2 separate regions of the Mus musculus genome follow, and region 2 is linked to region 1. A link is a contact called in public targeted proximity ligation data. All regions are on one chromosome and are shown on one strand. The core of a region is the stretch at or near the end of the contact, and the rest is flanking DNA. Distances in the headings are between cores, read along the strand shown. Region 1 has its middle 240 kb from the start of Tle4. Region 2 has its middle 16 kb from the start of Psat1.

Region 1 (4,277 bases), core at 958-3,457:
ACTAGGACCTTTGTGGCTGTTGTCAGTGGAGCTGCTTCTGTCTTTAAACATAACAATTTTCACTGGAGGAACAGATGTGTAAAATGAGAGAATATATAAATAAAAGCATACACGTCTAGAGTGCATTTTTCTGGATGGGGACTTCCTTTATGTCAGTTTACTATTTACCCACACCATATTTGTCTCTGGAAGTAACCCAGTTAATCAAGAAAACTGCATCCTCAAAATCAAACTGTAACTACAGGGCACCCACTGATGCAGCGGAATAGTTACTGAGACATTGGCTCGTTATAAGCTGGAAGCAGGAGCCCTGCGGTCCAGAGAGGAAGATTGTGCAACTCAGCAGAAGGTCTGAAGCATTTTTCATGTGATCTGGATGTCCTATCAAGTCAGGAACCTGGAGAGTGCTGGTCCCAAGACTAAAGGTCAATGACAAATAGTTGGCACCATAAGGGCAGGAACAGGAAAGAGGTGGCGCCTATGGTGCTTGGTTGTCTTATATTACCCTGAAGGAGAGAACTGAGTGAAACCATCACTGATGACAACTTGTGCGGGTTCTGAATGCATGGCAAGAAAAGCATTAAAACAGCCCAATAGTTTTATTACATATGTGTGTTAATCTTGCCCTCTGGATGAGAAATAAAAGTAGGAAACACTGCTTTGGGGTCATACCTATTCCTCAGTGAGGCCATACCACACAAATTTCATTTGCCTGTCGAAGGTTTTTGTGCAGGCTACCACAGTAGAAACAGAGAATGAGAAATGTAAGATAAATTGGCCTGGAAGATGCCCTGCCAGGCACATTAACTGCTGGCGTGTTCTAATGCCTTAGAGCGACTCCATTAGTTTCCATTCTGCAGGATTGTTTTTTAGGAGAACAACTTTAAAAAATTAAACTAAATCCTTGATTATGTTGGGTGAAATGGTCTCTTTGATTATGGGTGGATTCACTTGTACAGAATAAAAGCATCCAACTCATTCCTGAAATAGTGTGTGTGTGTGTGTGTGTGTGTGTGTGTGTGTGTGTAGCCACAGTCCTGTTAGGCAGACCTTTATTACACAAATCCCATGGCCCTATTCAATTTACCAAACTGCCAAATTTCTGTTGAGTATCTACTAAACTCCAGAAACTTGACACAAGGTATAAGAAAGATGAGGTTCAACATGCTTTTATTCCTGTCCTGAAGGAAAATTTATTTGAGAACAGTCAATGAAGAGACATCCTGTGTATACATTCATGAGCAGTGTGAATCTGGGAGCACCACTGGTCTTTAGTCAATATCTTTTTCTAAGAAACTTCCACAGATCCCATTTTCTGCTTCCTAGGGTGAATTTGAGTCTGAGGGAGGGCACATGAATCTCAGCATGAGAGCAGTGTGTTGTCAGCACCACATAATGTTCACTTTATTGGATGGAACACAGGGCCCCCAATGGAGGGACTAGAGAAAGTGCCCAAGGAGCTGAAGGGGTCTGCAGCCCTATAGGAGGAACAGCAATATGAACTAACCAGTACCTCGTGTCTCTAGCTGCATATGTAGCAGAAGATGGCCTAGTTGGCCATCATTGGGAAAAGAGGCCCCTTGGTATTGCAAACTTTATATGCCCCAATACAGGGGAATGGCAGGGCCAGGAAGCAGGAGTGAGTAGGTTGGGGAGCAGGGTGGGGAGAGGGTATAGAGGACTTTCAGGATAGCATTTGAATTGTAAATGAAGAAAATATCTAATAAAATATTGTAAAAAAAAACCCTCAAAGTTGAAAAAAAAAATACAGCAGCTTAAGACTCTTTGCACAAGTGAGGATGTCTGTAGGTCCATGGGAAAGGGGAAGCCAAAGTAAGGAGGTGTGTGGGTTGACCTATTTTAAAATGTGAGGCTTGTCTGTCAGATGTGATGATCTTAAGGGCCTGGCCATGTCATTGCTCTTGGGATCGGCCTGTGGCTCTCATGTCCGGGTTCGGGCCTGGAAGGCATCTTGGAACTGAAAGAAAAGAGGGAGCCTAGGCTGATTGAGAAATAATGGAACCAAGACAACTAGTCTGCTCAAGGTTCAAATGTTTAATGGCGGACACGCTTTATAAAAGAGGTGGCGGGGGAGTCCATTCCCGCCAATTCATCCTTGGGGCCTGGAACCAGCTGCAGGTGAAGACGTTCAGGATAGGGCGCAGTCTCCAGTCTCCGGAATAGCTCGGGGCCTCTCAGCAGGTAGCAGTATCTTGAAGACAAACAGCCTTAGTGGCAGAACAATAGAGTGATCTTCTAGGGAGGAAGGCTCCACCCTAGATAATCTCCTTAGTGGCAGCAAGGTCAAGGTCTGGCTCAGCCTGCTTCAGTCTTATGGGAGGCTACAATTGCAACTTAACTAATTCACTTAGGTATTTCAGTCTCTTGCCTAGAGCATAAAGAGCAGAAGTAGAAATCAATGGAAAAATATACATTCCACATCTAATATAGAAATACATTTCACAAAGGGGGAAATTATTACCCCAAGACCCAGGCTGTACCCCAAAGCTCCAACTAATATACAAGGACAATGGTGACTTAGGCTGCTTGAGGGCTAATAAGCATCGGCTAAGTCTGTGGAAAGTTTAGAGTCTTCTAAAAGCAGCTAATGGTCACAAGTATTATTTTTCTTTAATAACTGAGAGGTGTCAAATTATCAAATTTGGGGAAATTTTTATTCTATACTTATTGAAAGCTATGAAGGCAGGAAAATATCAAATCATGACACACAGCATTCAATTTATTCAGGAACTATTTCCTGAGTAGCTATTATGTGCCACAAACTATGCCAAGCCTTGTGAATATAAAGTAAAAAGGACATTAATCCACAATCTGGAAGTTTCATTTTTTTTAGAAGGAAAAGCTTTAATGGTGACTGCCTGGTGCAGCCAAGTCCCACTATACTTATAAAGACCCAAGAGGGAAGACGGAAACCTTTCTAACCACACGTAAGAGCAAAGAAAGAAATTGATCATATTTAGTATGATCAAAATTGACATATTTAATAATATAACAATAAAAACTCTGTATGGGGCTATGAAAAAAACAGATCCTAAAATGCATCATAGTACAGATGATAGAGTTTTAATTTTTCAGATAAGATACACTTTCATCTAGAGTCAAAGACAGAAAACAGCAAATGCTTCACAACTACATGAAAAAGATCCACCTCACTAGCAATCAAATCAATGCAAATTAAAATGAAATACTATTTTTGTCTACCAAATTAGTGAAAGAACATAAAGGATAGTCCCCTGTCCAGAGAAGGATGTGGTGACGGGGATGTTTTCATACCTTGCCGGCTGTCAGCAAAGTGTACTGACCTTCCTGGAAAGGAATGTGGCCAAGTGCTGAGAGCCTCTTTGCTGCTGAGAATTTTACTGTTAAAGTTTATCCCCAAGAACTTGCTGAGAAATTTGGGCAGTGATTAATATACTGACAGCACCCCAACTTCCTAACAGTAAAGCTTTGAAACCAATAGCATTAACATCCCAAAGGAGAAGATATTAAATAAATTCTGATATGCTCTAATCTTATAATGCAATAACGTCTGGAAAATGTTCAACATTTTAAAACAATTCAACTCTTTTACCTCCTTGAAAACTTGATGCTGATAGTGATTTTGAAGTGGATTGCGATACCATATATCAGGGGAAGATTATTCACAATTTAAATCAAAGAAAATGTTTTTATTACTTAGACAAAGCTGGATTTTCTATGTAGAAAACATCAAATAATTCAAGGCACATTTTTATTAATTAATAAGAAACAATATGATCATTGATAAATCAAAACCAAAAGTTTTCAAGCAATACAAAAGAACAATTTAAAATAATATCATTTTATTATATTACATGTTATGTAATGTATTATTGTTGTTATTATTTCTACTATTATTATTATGTGTGTAATTATGTGTGTGTGTGTATGTATGTTAGAGAGCGAAAAATGCAGAAGGATTTGGCACAGCATATGTTAAAAGTCAATTTAAAGCAATATTTTACTTCTTCTATTTTTTTTCTACTGTAGGTTCAAAGAACTAAACTCAGGTCTTCAGGCTTGTATAACAAGTGTCTTTACCCACTGAATCATCCTAAAGTCCCTGTATGTTTGTTTTTTTTAATGAAGGTAGCATTTGAGATATCAGATATCAAATCTATGAACAGTTTACTGAGGGGTTCATTCTGTGACATATATGTACAAGTTTAAAAATTTATAAAACATGCAATGAATGCATTAAGCAGGACTGAAAATAGCAATATTACTTAATTTTACAT
Region 2 (4,277 bases), core at 455-2,954, 1.1 Mb before region 1:
TTTATAGTTTGATATGCCTAAAACAGCTCAATGGTTGGGCCACTTCCTAACCTTCACGATATTCACCTCTCTCCGATATTTCCGAGTTATTACTTGCTAAATCCTATATTCCATCTTGGCTATCCTGGACCCAATCGGGCAGCCCTCTTGGCAGCTCTCCCATGGCTCTCTGTCGCGCACCTCCTCAGGTGTGGTGTCTCCTCTCCTCCTCCTCCTCTCCCAGTGTGGGTATCTCCCTCTTCTCCTTCATCTCTGTCCCTACCTGGGAATCCTAAAAGTCCCGCCTCTGTCTGCCATGCCCAGTCATAGGCTGTTGGCGTCTTTATTTACCAATTAGAACCAGCTGGAGGCAGGGTCTCTCAGAGTCTCCCGGTCTCTCATTGTGGACACTCCTTTGAGCAGTTTTGGGAATCAATTAGCATGAGAATACAAGAAGCCAAGGCCACACGCGCGGTATTTAAAATGTGTCTGCCTTGTTTTAACTGTCGTCAAGCAGCATAGAAAGGTATCCAAGCTTTGTCCAAAGAGCCAGCTGTGAGAATGTATACAGAAGCACTTTTCTTTTCTTTTGTTTGTTTGTTTGCTTGTTTTTTTGAGACAGGGTTTCTCTTTATAGCCCTGGCTGTCCTGGAACTCACTCTGTAGACCAGGCTGGCCTCGAACTCAAAAAATCCGCTTGAATTGCTTATGAAGGCAGGAAGTGTTGAGCTGGATACTATCAACCTCTGCCATGTAATATTCTGCAGGCGATAAAGTGTGAGCATAAGCATGTTCCCCAAACATACTGAACTGACAGCGCCACAATCAATCATATCCTTGGCTGGTGTTTGTTTGGCTCCAGTTGGCTCATATCTATCTAATGAATACTTTAGTCTGTGTGCTTACAAAATAGCAACAAAATATACCAAGTGGTGGATAGGGGTTTCTCTGGCCAGAGGCAGCTGTGTTGAGAGGAGTGAAGAGCGGTGCCACATTTTACTCTACTTACTTAAGGTTTTCTTTTTAATTTTTAATTTTTAATAAGCCTATTTTTAATAAGTTAAAAAAATTTTTTTTAATTTTTTGGTTTTTCGAGACAGGGTTTCTCTGTATAGCCCTGGCTGTCCTGGAACTCACTTTGTAGACCAGGCTGGCCTCGAACTCAGAAATCTGCCTGCCTCTGCCTCCTGAGTGCTGGGATTAAAGGCGTGCGCCACCACACCCGGCTCAGTAAGTTTTTGTGTCTGACAAATAAATTTGTAATTTCCCCCCAGAAAATTTGAAAATGAAAATGAATTAATCTGCTATCCTTCAACTCTCACTTCCATTTTATCTTTGTTTCTTCTTATTCCTAATCTATGTGAATGGAAGTGAGGCAGGCAGACCTCTGAGTTTCAGGCCGGCCTGTTCTACAAATCAAGTCCCAGGACAGCCAGGGTTACCAGAGAAACTCTGTCTCAAGAGAAAACAAAACAAAACAAGACAATAACAACAAAAAAATAAATAAAAAACAAAAACAAAAACCAGAACAAAACAAAACAAAACAGCTTTAAGAACTTTGGGTCTATAGTGTCGCTGTATTGTTTTTTGAAACTGTAGCTTATAGTAAAAAGCAAGAGTAGTATGAAAGGTAGTAGGGCTGGGGCTGTAGCCTGGTATAGTGCTTGCCTGTGCATAAACCCTGCATTTGATCCTGCCCCACCTGCCTGGGCGCACACAAATGGAAAATTCCACCAAGCAAGGCTGTGCATTCAGTGACTCACACAGCTATGGGCTGTCCCACTTCATGTCTTTAGAGACAATCCCTTCTCAGCTTGCTGTTTCACAATCCACTACAGGTCACGTCCTGCTGTTAGAAAAGCGTTTCCCACAACTACTCCATGGACCCTGACAAAGCTGTTCCTCACGCACAAGTTCATTCCACTTTATGGGCAAAAGGCATTGCCGCGTTGCTGTCTTACCTCAGGCACAGGATGTACCTGCAAGGGAACGCCTCCAACCAGGGCCTGCTTCTCGGTACAGAAAAGTAAATTTTAAACCAATGTGAGTTTGCAAAGAAAGAAACCGAGGTACTTTAGCACTAGATAAGAACATCCTCCCCCAAGGCTGACATAAATCATTAACTTTGTTCAGGGGGACCTGCGGAGGTGGGCTGTTTATTCAATGCTTTAGAAAGATAACCCCCAGGATTCCTGACAGTCATGGGAGGTGTTTATCTCTTCCAAAAACCCCAGACACCCTCCATAACATCTTAGCAATAGACGTCCTAGCTGAGGATCTTGAAGGGTAAAATTTGGGAATATTAAACTCTGTTTGCCTACCAGTCAGCTCTGATTCCGTTGCTAAAGCTATACGTACATAACTCTCCCAGAGGTGGACTGTGTCGTTGAACAGCACTCGGGAGGCACCTTCTCTTTGCGTCCCGTCTCACTAACCTACAAGCCGAGAGTGTTCTCTTTCTTTTGAAGGACAGCAGTGCAGAGAAGCAACAGGCAGGAGCTGGACTTCCAACCTGGTTTCTTCCTCAGTGTGGCCCCTTGCGCTCTTCCTTCTCATACACTTATTCCATGTGATGCACTGCAGAGGTGTGACCAGAGGCCATGACTGTGAGTGATGGGCAAGCTATCATCTAGTGAATGGATACTTGGGCTCTCTCTTTCTCTCTATAGTAGAACCCCTTTTATTTTATATTCAAGTAGAGCCTCAGGTCTAAGACCTTCACCTACCCTTGCTTTTTCTATGCTTCCTTCCCAAGCGCTGCTGCTGCTTCTCCTCCTCCTCCTCCTCTTCCTCCTCTTCTTCCTCCTCCTCCTCTCCCTCCCCCCCTCCTTCTTCTTTTTAAAGGACCAAGTTAGTTCTTTCCACCTGAGATGAATCATTCTACATTGCAAAGATCATGATCATTTACAGGTTTTTCATTCCGATGATTTTTCTGTATAGTAAAAAGATTCGACTCTAAGCTCTGTGCGGTGACACCCACCTAAAGTCAGTCTCAGTATGTGGGAAGCTGAGACAGGAGGGCCCAGTAATTCAAGGCCAGCGAGACCTTCCTTCTCACCTTGGAGAAATGGCTCAGTGGGTTAAGACTGCTTGTGGTGCAAGCAGGAGGACCTGAGTTCTAGTTCCCTCCCAAGGCCACGTAAAATCTGGGTGTGGCTAGGCATAGCGGTACAATCCTTCAATGCCAAGACTTGAGAGGCAGAAGCAGGTAGATCTCTGAGTTTGAGGCCTGCTTGCTCTCTCTACACAGTGAGTTCCAGGATAGACAGGGCTATCTATATATTAAGGCCTTGTCTCAAACAAACAAACAAACAAACAAAACAAAATTTTCAGTTGGGGGTGGCAGTGTGTGCTTGCAACCCTAGTACGGGGAGACAAAGACAAGTGAACCCTGAGAGCTCACTGGTCAGCCAACCTAGCTTATGTTTCAGTGAGAAAGCCTGAAAAGGAAGAAGAGGAAGAAACTCCTTGTCCTCTGGCATTGACATGCATAGACCACAGCATCCACATCTGCGCATCCATGTGCACCTACCATCTACACATACACTATACATCACACACACGCACACGGCATCCACATCTGCGCATCCATGTGCACCTACCATCTACACATACACTATACATCACACACACGCACACACTAAGAGGGAAATCCTGTGCCTTTGGCCTAGGCTGGTGAGTATCAGCCTTGCAGGTGCTTTGCTTTCTGAATTATGTAGTAGTTCTGCCGGCATAGGCCTCCCGTCGAGAGACACCCTGCCAACTGAGCAATTGGTTCATTTCTTCAGGGACTCCAGAATCTCATGTGGAAGGAACAAGAGTGCTTACCAGAGCTGGTTACAGTCTTACCTAGATATAAGTAAAGAGACACCTCTGATAGAGGTTTGCTTCGAATGGTTTTGAGAGGCCAGCAGCTTAAAAGACAGACAACCAACAGTAAGACAGGCTGCAGCCAGGAAGAGACAATGGACTGTTAACTGCTTCAGGGCATTGGGTTGCTTCCAGCCACTTCCATAAGCATGGACTCCAGACACCCAGTCACAGTCTCCCACCACTGCCACGTGAGGCCTGTTGACAGACCCTGTGCCCAAAGAGCCTGGGCAGGAAATTGCTTTAGACTTTAATTTCCTTTATCATTATTATTCTTTTATTTGTATAGGTGTTTTGCCTACATGCAAGTCTGTGTACCATGTGTGTATGTATGCCCTAGATGCAGAATCCTAAAGAAAACATTGGGTCCCCTGGAACTGGCATTATAGACAGTTGGGTGCCAGAAATCAAACCTGAGTCTGGCAAGA

What was found.
Region 2: a contact with region 1 is called in a targeted proximity ligation map of embryonic stem cells, with 4 times the contacts expected there. A contact is called at or near these places in 3 of 39 promoter capture datasets (cranial neural crest, hippocampal neurons and pre-B cells) and 2 of 130 datasets of targeted methods (both in embryonic stem cells).

Annotation. Positions count from the first base shown.
Region 1 is chr19:14,833,756-14,838,032 of GRCm38.p6, reverse strand. No RefSeq gene overlaps it. Among named protein-coding and RNA genes, the nearest start is that of Tle4, 240 kb to the right of the region's middle.
Region 2 is chr19:15,939,153-15,943,429 of GRCm38.p6, reverse strand. No RefSeq gene overlaps it. Among named protein-coding and RNA genes, the nearest start is that of Psat1, 16 kb to the right of the region's middle.